2 separate regions of the Mus musculus genome follow, and region 1 is linked to region 2. The links are chromatin contacts, called in public promoter capture Hi-C maps. All regions are on one chromosome and are shown on one strand. Each heading gives the region's core, a stretch centred on a gene start, on an enhancer-like site or on the middle of the called end of the contact. The rest is flanking DNA. Distances are from core to core; before and after follow the strand shown. Region 1 holds the start of Podn (podocan). Region 2 overlaps 1700047F07Rik (a long non-coding RNA gene).

Region 1 (5,597 bases), core at 2,798-5,297, 290 kb before region 2:
CACTGATGGCCAGTTCTGAGGACTTCTCCCTTTAAAATATTTCTTCTGTAAGCCAGAAAGAAGACTTGTTCCTCTTGTTTATACTTATACTTGGACTTGTTCATAACTTTGGAAGAAGTGGACTCTTCAAAAGCTTTCAAGTTTTCAGTGTGTAAGCAGCCTCGGGTGTACCGTCTGACTGGTCCTCCTGGGACCATTGAATGGCTGCTGCACATGAGAATCTCACTGGGCTGAACCTGAAGACCCACATTCCAATTCTGCCTCCAACTGTGGTTTTCTCATCATTCTCTGCTTCCTTGATGAGTTTTGTCTTTGTGTGTGTTCATGTGCACGTGTGCACATGTCTTTGGAGACCAGAGGTCCTCACTAGGTATCTTTCTCAGTTGCTCTCCACCTTGGGTTTTGTTTTTGTTTTGGGGGGTTTTTTGTTTTGTTTCGTTTTGTTTTTGAGACAGGGATTTTCTGTGTAGCCCTGGCTGTCCTGAAACTCACACTGTAGACCAGTCTGGACTCGAACTTAGAAATCTGTCTGCCTCTGCCTCCCAAGTGCTGGGATTAAAGGCATGTGCCACCACTGCCTGGCTCCACCTTAGTTTTTGATACAGGGTCCCTCAAGCTTACTGATTTGGCTAGACTGGCTGGCCAGTGAGCTCTCAGGGTTGGCCTGTTTATGCCTCCACAATACTAGGGTACTTTGCAGACGTGCTGCCATGTCTGGCTTTTCTATGGGTGCTGGTTATCCAAACTTCAGGTTGTCAGGCTTGGATGGCAAACATTTTAAAAATTGGTCCATGTTTCCACCCTTTTTACCCTAGTTTTTGGGAGCCTAGAATTCACCAATTAAGCTAGACTAACTGCCAGCAAGCCCCATAGATCCTGTCTCTACCCAACACCTCCCATTTCTGAGACTATAGGTACACACCATTAAGCTTTATTTTTTAGATATGGGTGCTGGGAATTGAACTCAGGTCTTCCTGTAAGCACTTTACCGACTGAGCCATCTCTGCAGTCCCAAGTCTTGGCCTCTGTCAAAAGCCTTCAGTCAGATGTGAGAGTTCCGGGCCTATAAGCTTTCTTACTTGAGAAGTAGTAGGCAAACAGATCAAAAGCTCAAGATATGGGCAACTTGATGAGGTCCTGTCTCAAAATTTAAATAAATAAACAAATAATAGAGGGCTGAGGATGGGGCTTAGCAGGCGATCGTTTGCCTGGTATGCATAGTGACCTGAGTTCAATCCCCAGTACTAATGATAAAACAGCAGCAACAAGAAAACCTTTAGAGAGGCCCCGCTGACCCAAACAGCACTCTGTCTGATCAAGCTCCTGTCGGCCACTCAGCACTCAGGACTCTGCTCGTGGATGAGGAAAGGTCTTGAGTCCTGAGCTCAAGGGAGGAGGAATTCGCTTCTTCTCTGACGGTAAAGAATGATAAATAGCGTGCTGTTCCTTTTCTCTCCTTTTCAGTATCAACTCCCCACACCCACTCCAGCAAGCCTTCTTGTCCTTCAGCCTTAGCTCCATGTCCCACAGGCTCTGTCTTCCCTCTGTCTTTGTGTTGCTTCCTTCTCTTTTTAGCTGGAAGGCACTTGGCCTGGCAGTACAGGAGGTCCTTATCTCTCGACACTTGTCATCTTCAAGAGAGACCTTAGTGTATAAGTGTGTTACTGGTCTGTTAATTCAGGCATGGGGCGCTAGAGTGTGAGTGTAGGGAGCCAGGACAAACTCCAGTGTGAGCCCTCCCTCACCTTGTGCTTGCTGAGACAGCTTTGGGGATTCTGTCTACTTCCATCTCCTTGTCAGAGTGCTCTAGAGTTACAGACATATGAGCTGCAGTGTGTGGCTTTTACATGGGTTCTGGGGACCTGAACTCAGGGTATTAGGCTTGTGCAGCACGTGTTACCTGGTGAGCCATCTCTCCACCCCCACCCCACCCCTTTTAGAGACAGAACTTCACTGTATAGTCCAGCGGCCTCAAACTTGCTGTCTTCCTGCCCAAGCCACCTAAATGCTAGGATAACAGGCATGCCCCTTGATATTAGTCTGTGTTTCTATTGGACATCTCTTGGAGTTCAGTCAGGTCTGGATAACAGTCTTATAAAAGCAGCTGTCTTTTTTTTTTTTTTTTTTTTTTTTTTTGGACTTACTGTGAGACCAGAGCTGTGCAGAGAAGACCTGGAATTTTTCTGTTTAATGTAGACAGTTTTTAATGCATTTCCCTTTGGGCCCAGGTCTACTTGACCCCATACACTGTAGTGATCTTAGACTGAACAGATGCTGACTCTGAGAAGCAGCATGAAGGAGCCGAAGTGCACAGGTAGTCAGCTGGGTACCCATCCCTTCTGAAGGCCGGAGGGTCACCTCCGTTTCCTCCTGAGACACTCACAATCCCTCCAGGCTGTAATGTAGCTGGTGCCTTCAGCACCACACAGACACAGTACGTGTGTGGGCACTGGCTTGGCAGAGCTAGTTTTGATGGTAGCAGAAGTGAGTGTGTAGTGTTCTAAGTGCCTAGCCCTAAAACACCCTGACCCTTCCAGGTGTATTCTACCGTACCTCCCCCACAGGGCTGGCCAGGATGTTTAAGGACAGTGCCTGGCACTTCGTTGGCACTCAGCATGTGCTGATTTTTCTTGTTCTAGAAGATTTTTGGTTCATGGGTAAACCAGCCAATAGAATCCAGTTCTTTTAGCTCCACTTGAATCTAGGCTCTGTCCAGAAAACACAAGATGCATCTCTGTTGGGCCCTGTCCAATCTTGTGAATCATACCAACTTTCAAGTTTGAGCTCAGAGAAGATTGGAATTTGAGGCCAAAGAAGGCAAAATATTTCCCTTTCCCATTCGTGTTAAGTTCTTCAGTGATGGGTAATGGAAACAGATGGCTGTGGGTTCAAACACAGGCTCTATCCCTACCTACCTGCCTGTTTGCATCACAGACGACTTTTGCAATGGGTAGATGGGCCAGAACCCCAGCTCCGAATGATGATGTTAGTTACGCAGCCAAGCACAGGCCACATCCTTACTTATTAGATGGGGAAATAATCTTCCTTTGCAGGGCTGTAAGGACTAGAGACTAATGCATGGAGATATAAACTGACTGCCTGGCAGCACAGGAGGGAAAGGTCTGCAGCCACTTTAACCAGAGCCCTTTAGGGTCTCGGCAGTTTAGGTGGCCAAGTGGTTCCACATTTGATTTATTATCTTTATCCCTCTCCGAGAGCCAAGTAGGTCCTGCCCAAAGGCCACAGCACGTAGAAGACAGGTTTGTTTCACAGCAGAGGTGCCAAGTAGCACCCAAACCCAGTCTCACCCGCCTTTCCACCACGAAGCCCTTGGCGCCAAACAGTGTTGCTTCAGCTGCTAGTACTTAATGTGCCTGTGCTTGGAACCATTTTCAGCTCCTGGGAGCAATATGGAGTGCTCCCTGCTCAGTCCCTTGCTTTCTCCGCGACTAGAACCTGTGTGCTTGAAGACTCCGGTCCAGTTTAACTCTCCTTCAAGGTTCACCAAGTTGTGGGCCCAGGGCCAGTGGAGTGAGGGTGGATGGTGGGGAGGAGAAGGAGGAATTTTGACAGGAAGGGGTCCAGAAGGGTCTTGGCTGACGCAGCATTAGCCATGCTCCGGACCCTAGGGTGGGAGAGGGAACAGGGAAGGTACTTGTGCCCGGGAAGGTTGCAAACTCCTTGAGGAAGAAGCTGAGCGCGGAGGAACTGGAAGGAAGGAGCCCTCTCGGTTCTCCTCAGGTGCGGGGGGCCTGCCTGGGTGCGGTCCCAGCCCGCAGGCTGGCAGGCGGAGGTGGTGCGCTGGAGGCACCCGGTGTTGGGGGCGTGGTGCTGCGGCCGGCCGGGGCGGCGGCGCGAGCTCCCGGGAAGTGGGCCCCCCGCCAAGCCCGGCGCCGTGGGCTCGGCCCTCCCTCTCGGCGCCCAGCGGGACCCTGCGCCTGTGTCGGGAGAGGCCGGCGTCCGGCAGATGCACGCGGGGCGGGGGCCGGGGGAGAGGCGGGGAGAGAGAACCCACAACAAAACTTGGCTCGCTGCGCCCACGGCTCGACTTGAATGACAGGAGCCGGCGCCCGCGGAGCGCAGCGGACACCCGCGAGCCTGTTCCGCCCACGGCGCGGCGCGCAGCGGCAGGTAGGACGCGGGCAGCCGGTGAGCCGAGGGACCACGGGCCACCGGCTGCGCCCGGGCAGCTCTCTCTGACATCCCGCCGTGCTCCCACTGCCACAGCCGCGATAGGGGAGGATCGCCGTATCCCACCCTGTCGGGCGGACCCCGCGCAAGGGGCACGGTTAGGCACACCTCCATATGGGGTGGCGGCCCCCCTGCGGGATCCGGAGCAAGGGGCAGGGGACCCTTTTTTTACTCGATATTCAGTCCCTGCCTTCGGGCTCCTCCCGCTGCGCACATCTGGAAAGAATCTGCGAGCGGATGGGGAGGGGAGGTGGAGGCACACGGGCGGGTGACAGGGACTGTGGGGGCAGGTGGAACTGGGAAGGGGCCTGAACCTCTGCACCGAGAACTGGGACCCAGGGCATCCTGCGTCTTTTCACGTCAGTTTGTCGGGGGCTTCACCGAGTCCAACACCGACCTCTTTACATACAGAAACAAGCACAGAAAGGCAGATATCAGTCCCCAGGGAGCCAGGGCAGGTGAGGCGCACAGTCAAGCAGCGGAACTTGGTTTCGGCAGTTTAGGTGCAGTCTAACTAACACAGGGCACTGCACTCCGACCATTCCGTCTAGGCAGCTGCTTCCAGCGGAACACAGAAAGGGACAGGGCAAGGAGCACGGTCGTCCCCAGGTTGTGTGGGTCTCAGAACCACTATCAGCCTGGTGCAGGGTGGGGGTTGGGGTGGACCGGGATGGGTGAGTTGGAATAGCTGACCTGCAGTCAGGTGGAAGAAGGGGGTGGGGTCGGCTTGGGATTCCAGTGCTGGGGCCCCGGGTTGGGAGGCAGCTGCTGCTGAAGAAGGCGTGCAGGGAGGGCTGTCGCCCAGGCTAGGATGCAGGTGTGCAAGAGGTGGCAGGAGGATGAGCATTAGCAGCCTGCATGTCTGCTGGGGGAGGTGCAACCGCGCTCTGCCTGGCACGAAGAGGCACCTGGTCTGCTGGGCAGACCCCTGGGTAGGCCTTTCCTTCTCCACCTCTCCCTTTTGCCCTGGAAAAGCCCAAATGACCAGATCCCGGGCTCACAGGGCGAACACCACTGGGAAGGGCCCGGGCTGCTCTGGAAAAAGTCATCAATGACTGGTCTGGGGCTTCTGCCCCCTTCCGTACACTCTCGGAGCCCTTGGCCCAGTCTTCGGTGTGTAAGGTAAGAAGTGTCAGATGTCAGAGTCAATGACCTGTGCACCATGAGAGCTACTCTTTGTCCCTTCCGTCTGAATCCTGGGTAGGAGGTGGCACCTGTAGGCTTGTTGGAGCCATACAAAGAGTGTTGATCATGACTTATTGGAACCCTGACGACCCTCTATCACTAACGTCCTGCCATGGTGGTTGATGCCCTCGGCAAGCTGTGCTTTCACAGCCAATTTCTATTCCCCGTTTACATGCTTCAACACACCTGCCTCTTTCCTGCCACTACTCCACACCTTGTCC
Region 2 (5,830 bases), core at 1,178-3,677:
ACTTTGCAAATGGGGGCTTTAGTGCCTGGCATCCTGGCTCTTGTCCAGTGGGCCACTCCATGGCTGTGTGTCTGAAGGTCAGAGAGATCCAAGAGGGGACAAACAGTGTGCAGGTTAACGGGGGGGGGGGGTATCTGGAAGCCTCATGGATGGAGACACTGCTGAAGAGATACAGAGAGCGGGCTCAGGCTGGGGTCAGGTGCCAAGGGGGCACCTATGCAAAAGGCTTGAGAAAAGAGAATGAAAGTGAGCCACCTGTTTCCCTGCCAGCGCCTTGCTGGCTGTGACTTGAGACAGCATAAGGCAAAGAAAGGAGTGGGGGAGGGTGCTGGCCCCCAAACTGGAGAAGACAGGCCTCACAGAGGTGCCAGACAAAGGAGCCCATTCTGGGTAACCCACCAGGCTGGTGTCCTAATGGCCCAATCTGGTTTGCTTTTTTTTTTTTTTTTTTTTTTTTGCTTCTTTGTTTTTAAGATTTGGATCAAGCTCCTGTCTAGGCCTCCTTCACTCACGTTTCCAGCCCAAGCAGGTGGCATCTGAGGGTGTCCTAGGACTGAGAGAGCCACAGTCCTTTACCAGTATTACAGGCTGCTGGCAGCTGGGCTAGTAAGTGACTAACAGTGACTCCTTTGGGATTCTCTGGACCCATCCAAATCTTTTGTCTTCACCCCAGGCTTTCGCCCTCTCTCCACACAGCTGGGCCTGGACTCTGGACTCCTCCTCCCTCTCCCGGGCTGTGTCTCCCCTCTCCCGGACTGTGTCTCTGTTTTTTAAGATTGCTTGGTACTCCTCTTGAGCACCTGCCACCCCAGGCCAAGGGCTCTCTGAACCCCAATTACACGGCAGCCCACTGGAGCAGGCCTGATGTCCCAGCAGTGTACCAGTTGTCGTTTGTAAAAGACAAACTGGTGTCTTACACACACACACACACACACACACACACACACGCCTTGCTCTCTGTCTCTGAGAATGCCACACCTTGGTGGCTTCGTACCACACTCTGTGTTCCTTTCTCTCGCTCTCTCCCCAGATCCAGTCAGTCAGGGGTCCCACTGAGGACACATGCTAAATTCTTCTCAGATCTGCCTAATACTTGCCCAAGCTCAGGCCTTCTGAAAGGTTCCATAAGAGACAAGAGCTTTTTAGCTGTGCGTGACAAGCTTACTTCTTAAGCTGAAGAAAAAGACTGAGAATATTGGCTCACAGGACTTAAAGGTTGAGGGCTCCCCTCTGTTGTGGCTGGATCCAGAGATGGAGCCATGTTGAGGGAGCCCAGGCTCAGTGCTTTGCTGTTTGTTGGCAGTCAGAGTAGTGGGCTCTAAGTTCCTCATATCACGGAGAACAGGGAGAGCAGCCTTCCCTACAGATGCAAACAGCTTCATGGACTGTGACTGGCTTGCACTACTGCCCCTAGTCACCCAGGTTGCTCGGCAGGCCTGGACGTCCTCTGAAGACACCCCCCTCCCCAAGGTGTGGGGGTCTACTCCGGGCATGTGCTCAGCTCCGTGGCTTGGCATCACCTAGACCACAGGCCCTGGGTAGGCAGGAGATGGAAGACATCCATGCCTCTGTTCAGGTGGGCAAGCTGTCCCAGAAACGGATGCCAGAGGAAACAGCCAACCCTGCTTGAGTCAGGAACGAGCTAGCAGTGAACAGGAAGCTGCGAAGGTCTGCCGAGTGAGAGCACCATGGATTACAGTTTACACAACACACACAGTCATCACTAGTACCAGTCCTAAGCAGGTGTGGGAGTCACTGTGTTGTGTGCGCTATCTACTCAGTGCAGAACTTGGCTCCTGTGTGTCTGCACAGTGGGCTCTCCTGCTCAATGCCAGAAATAACCAGATCAGACCTGCCCCTGGACCCCAGGCCCCTTACTCTCCCCTGTGCACAGGGGGTGGGAGAGTTCTGAGTCACCTTAGAGTTGACTTTAGGATGGAACCCAACCCACATACTGGGCCTGGGATTCAGGCTTTTCCTGGGTCTAGGGAGCCAAGTTCTTCCTGTGAATATTAAAGGGGAGGAGAGGGGGCAGGACTCTGACATTCCGAATTCTCTCCCATGCAGACCCCATCCTGGTGAATGATTAAAGGGGTTCCCTGAGAAGCCCTTTGAATCAGCACCTCCCTCATTGCAACTCCAAGAGCCTCTGACCCGCTCCTTGATAAGTGGATTGCCTACCTAGCTAAGTGTTATCTTGCAATTTTTTTTTCTGTCAGGGACTTTCACAGTTCCTTCTGAAGCATCAGGCCTGCTCAAGGCATCAGGTGGGTAAACACTTGTCTAAACCTGATGTGTTCAAGATATCTGGCTGTCTAGTCCTTACGAAGAGAAGAAAAATGGGGACCCTGGGTTGAATGTTTGTATGGAGGACACAATTCCTGGGCGATGCCTGTGGCCGTGGCCTGAGAAGTTGACTGTCCTGGAGTGCCCCCTGCTGGCCACAGTGACAAATGGCACCTCCAGGGCGCAGGCCTGGGTTGGGTGGACAGAGCCTCAAGGAGCTGGCTGGCTGCAGGCCTGCTCTGCTCTGTAAGTCTGAGGACTTCCAGGCCTGCCGAGCGAGCTATCATCCTGGGCATGGGTAGTGCAGCTCAGAGGAGAGGCCAGGACCAAAAGCCTCTGCTCACAGAAATTTGAAAATGATGTTTTTCTTTCTGTTGTCAGCAGAGAGAATGCGTCTGCCCACTGGGAAATGCCTGAGCCTCTTTGGACATGTCCTTGTCCTCTTCCCGGGTTTTGTTTGCCCTCCTGTAAGATGGGGCTGAGACCTGCCGATCACAGCACCAACTGAGTGGGATCCGCCAGATGTAGGATACAGCACACTTTGGTGTGTTCCTCCAGAGCCTACAAGTGTGCTGTCTCAGCTACGAACACAGACTGACTGGGAGTGTGGCTCAGTGACAGAGAATATGCCTACCATTCACCAGGCCCCAGGTTCCTGTGGCCACCCTGTCTTGTGGCTCAGATAGAAAGAATTCTGGGGCGCTGGGCAGGAAGGGGAACCGTCAGCCATTATGGGACACTCTCTTTCTAGCTGAGCCCTGGCTAAGGAGAGTCAGGGACTCAAAGTTGGGAACTGTGTGACCCAGTGCCAGCAATCCCTGGGGCGTCTCAGACTTTCCTCCCTGATACACGCTGGGCTTTTGAAGTAGATTTCTGGAGCAGCTCTCTGAACCCCAAATCCTGAGGACCACTGCAAGCCAGTAGCACTCCTCAGCTACTTCTCTGACCCTTACTCCCCTGCTTCATCCCTCCCACAATGAACACAGCCCCATAGCTTCTACTTTTCCAGAAGGCTGCAGAGACATCCACTCTTACCCCTCTTTGAAGCTGTGAAAACCTTCAGCCCTTGCTTGTCATTAGCGGAGTCAGGACCAGCACCCCACACACGTATGTACCGTGTCCCCGACTGCTCCTCCACTCTGCTTCTGCTCACACACCAGCTTGAGGAGACATAAATGTGAGGCGACGTATGTGCCTCATGGTTCTATTAATAGCAGCCAAGTTTTTATTTGATTTTTCTGAGACAGTCTCAAACTCCTAGTCTGAAATTATCCTCTCAGCTCAGCCATCTGAGTAGCTGGGCCCACAGGCACACGTCATGGTGTCTAACTTTAGTTTTTTTTTAAATAGTGAAAGGAGTCCGGTGAAATTAATTCAATATTATTTTTTATTTTGCACAACATTTTAAAAATGTTACCATTTAAGCACGCGGGACCAAAATGATTAAAGGTAACCTAACAGCCTGAAGTCCTTTGTATACAGCAAGGCTGTAAGATCCCGGCGTGTACAGCACGTTCATTCATATACACACATCTCATTCAGATAGGCCACACTCTGTGTGAACAGAAGCAGATGTTAGTGGTCATCTTATAAGGAACAGAGAGCTAGAACCTTCTCTGGCTGCTTCAGCTACCTGCAGCTCCCCTCCTTCCTTCCCTCCCTCCCTCCCTCCCTCCCTCCCTCCCTCCCTCCCTCCCTCCCTCCCTCTAAGAGCTCAGGGTGTGAGCTGCTTGCTGCACGCATTTCTGAGGAGTCCATGAGGGATTCAGACTGTGTCCAAGCCCCTGCCAGTCTGAGAACCTGGGCCAAGACTGGGAAAGTCCGCAGGTGACTGGTAAGGTTTTTGTAAAGCTGCATTTTATTGATTGATTGATTGATTGATTGATTGAGACAGGTTCTCACAATGTGTCCCTGGCTGGCCTGGAACTCACCATGTAGACCAGGCCAGGCTGGCTTTGAAGTCACAGAGATGCACCTGCCTCTGCTTCCCTGAGTTCTGGGCACACGAATCTGATTTTAAGGTATGCTCCACACTGTAAGATTATTTCCCTCTCAACGCTGGGCTGTAAAACCTATCACCACCCTATCCTCCTTCTACCTCTTTGACCTGATGGTCAAAATAGAAAATAGTGGTTGCTTTTTAAGGCAAAATTAAAGGGTGGCAGCCCTGTGCACTTGAGATACAAAAATATAAACCAACCTGGCGTATGAACCCCAGGGCCCCAGTGTCTGCTGTCAGGATGCCTCTAAAATGAAAACCCAATAGCCTGCTTCTTAGGGACCTTCACTGCCCCAGGAGAGTCCAAAGCCCAAGTCTCACGAGCTGTCAAAACCCAAGGGGACCCCTACTTACCAGCTGTCACATATATTTTTCTCTAAGAGGAGCAAACCACATGCCCCTCCCTTCCTGCCCCTTAAATTCCTCAGTAAAGCCAGGCTGCTTTCTGCCTCTGGTTCCCAGCTTCCCCTGACCTGTCACAGGCGAGCGGATGCCTCACCCTGTCCCAAGTTAACTGGAATGTCACGTCTGGCAGGAATCCTCACTAGCTTCTGTCAGAGTCAGCCACACCTCAGGAGTCAACAGTTCCATCTAACCCCTCCAGTGGGGGTAGAGGAAGGCAGTATGTCTCAGGTACGGGCCAGGAGGGTGTGCAGGGACCCCAACAGCATAACCACTAAGGTAGGGACTGAGATCGGGCCATTCCCTACAGTGATTTCTAAACAGCTGCACTGAGGTATAACACACACAAGAAAACTAATCTAGGGCTGGTGAGATGGCTCAGTGGGTAAGAGTACCCGACTGCTCTTCCAAAGGTCCAGTGTTCAAGTCCCAGCAACCACATGGTGGCTCACAACCATCCGTAACAAGATCTGACGCCCTCTTCTGGTGTGTCTGAAGACAGCTACAGTGTACTTACATATAATAAATGGATAAATCTTTAAAAAAAAAAAAAGAAAGAAAGAAAACTAATCTATTCAGTGCTGTTTGAGAAGCCCAACAGGGTCACCCCACACCACAAATGTGTTTTCACTATCCTCAATATGCCTCGGTCTCTCTATAACTCAGTCTCTTACCCACCTTGGCTTTGACTGCACTGGTCTCTCTGCCCTAGACTATCTCTTTGCAGACTATCCCAGGCTTAGGGATGTAACACAGACAGTTGGTTCGGTTGCTTGTTCAGCACGCACAAGGTCTTGAGTCTGCTCCACAGAACCACATAAACCCAGCATCATTGCATATGAGGAGGATCGGAAGTTCAAAGCTATCCTTACCCACATAGCAAATTCAAGGTCAGGCTGGGCGACAAGAAACCCTATCTCGAAACAAAAACAACCAGCAAACAAACACAGTCTTCTGGGTTTGGCCTCTGTAGTGTAGCATAAGGGCTTTCAGATGCACGGACAGCGGGACACAGTGTGAGGTTTCCTGCGCTATTGCTGCAGGTAATCTCCTTTTCACTCTTGGGTAGCCCGCTGCTGTCACAGAGCAGCCATAGGTTAGCTATCCGCTGGTCACTGGTACGAGAGCCAGCCAGCGTGTCCT

What was found. Promoter capture Hi-C pulls out the DNA fragments that hold promoters and counts their contacts.
Region 1: a contact with region 2 is called in a promoter capture Hi-C map of stem cell-derived epiblast-like cells, with 2.9 times the contacts expected there. The contact joins the promoter of Podn here to the enhancer-like site in region 2. A contact is called at or near these places in 5 of 39 promoter capture datasets (embryonic stem cells, hippocampal neurons, liver and 1 more) and 5 of 484 Hi-C or Micro-C datasets (cortical neurons and embryonic stem cells).

Annotation. Positions count from the first base shown.
Region 1 is chr4:108,030,404-108,036,000 of GRCm38.p6, reverse strand. Podn (podocan) reads left to right here and starts at 4,047. Exons shown (of 13, transcript NM_172874.4): 1 at 4,047-4,131.
Region 2 is chr4:107,734,723-107,740,552 of GRCm38.p6, reverse strand. The region is part of intron 3 of 1700047F07Rik (a long non-coding RNA gene); the gene reads right to left. Among named protein-coding and RNA genes, the nearest start is that of Gm12907, 22 kb to the left of the region's middle. Within about 2 kb of position 2,427, at least 57 of the 459 cell types and tissues checked have an H3K27ac peak or open chromatin away from gene starts, as enhancers often do. A contact at or near this core is called in cortical neurons, hippocampal neurons and stem cell-derived epiblast-like cells, where this site is marked.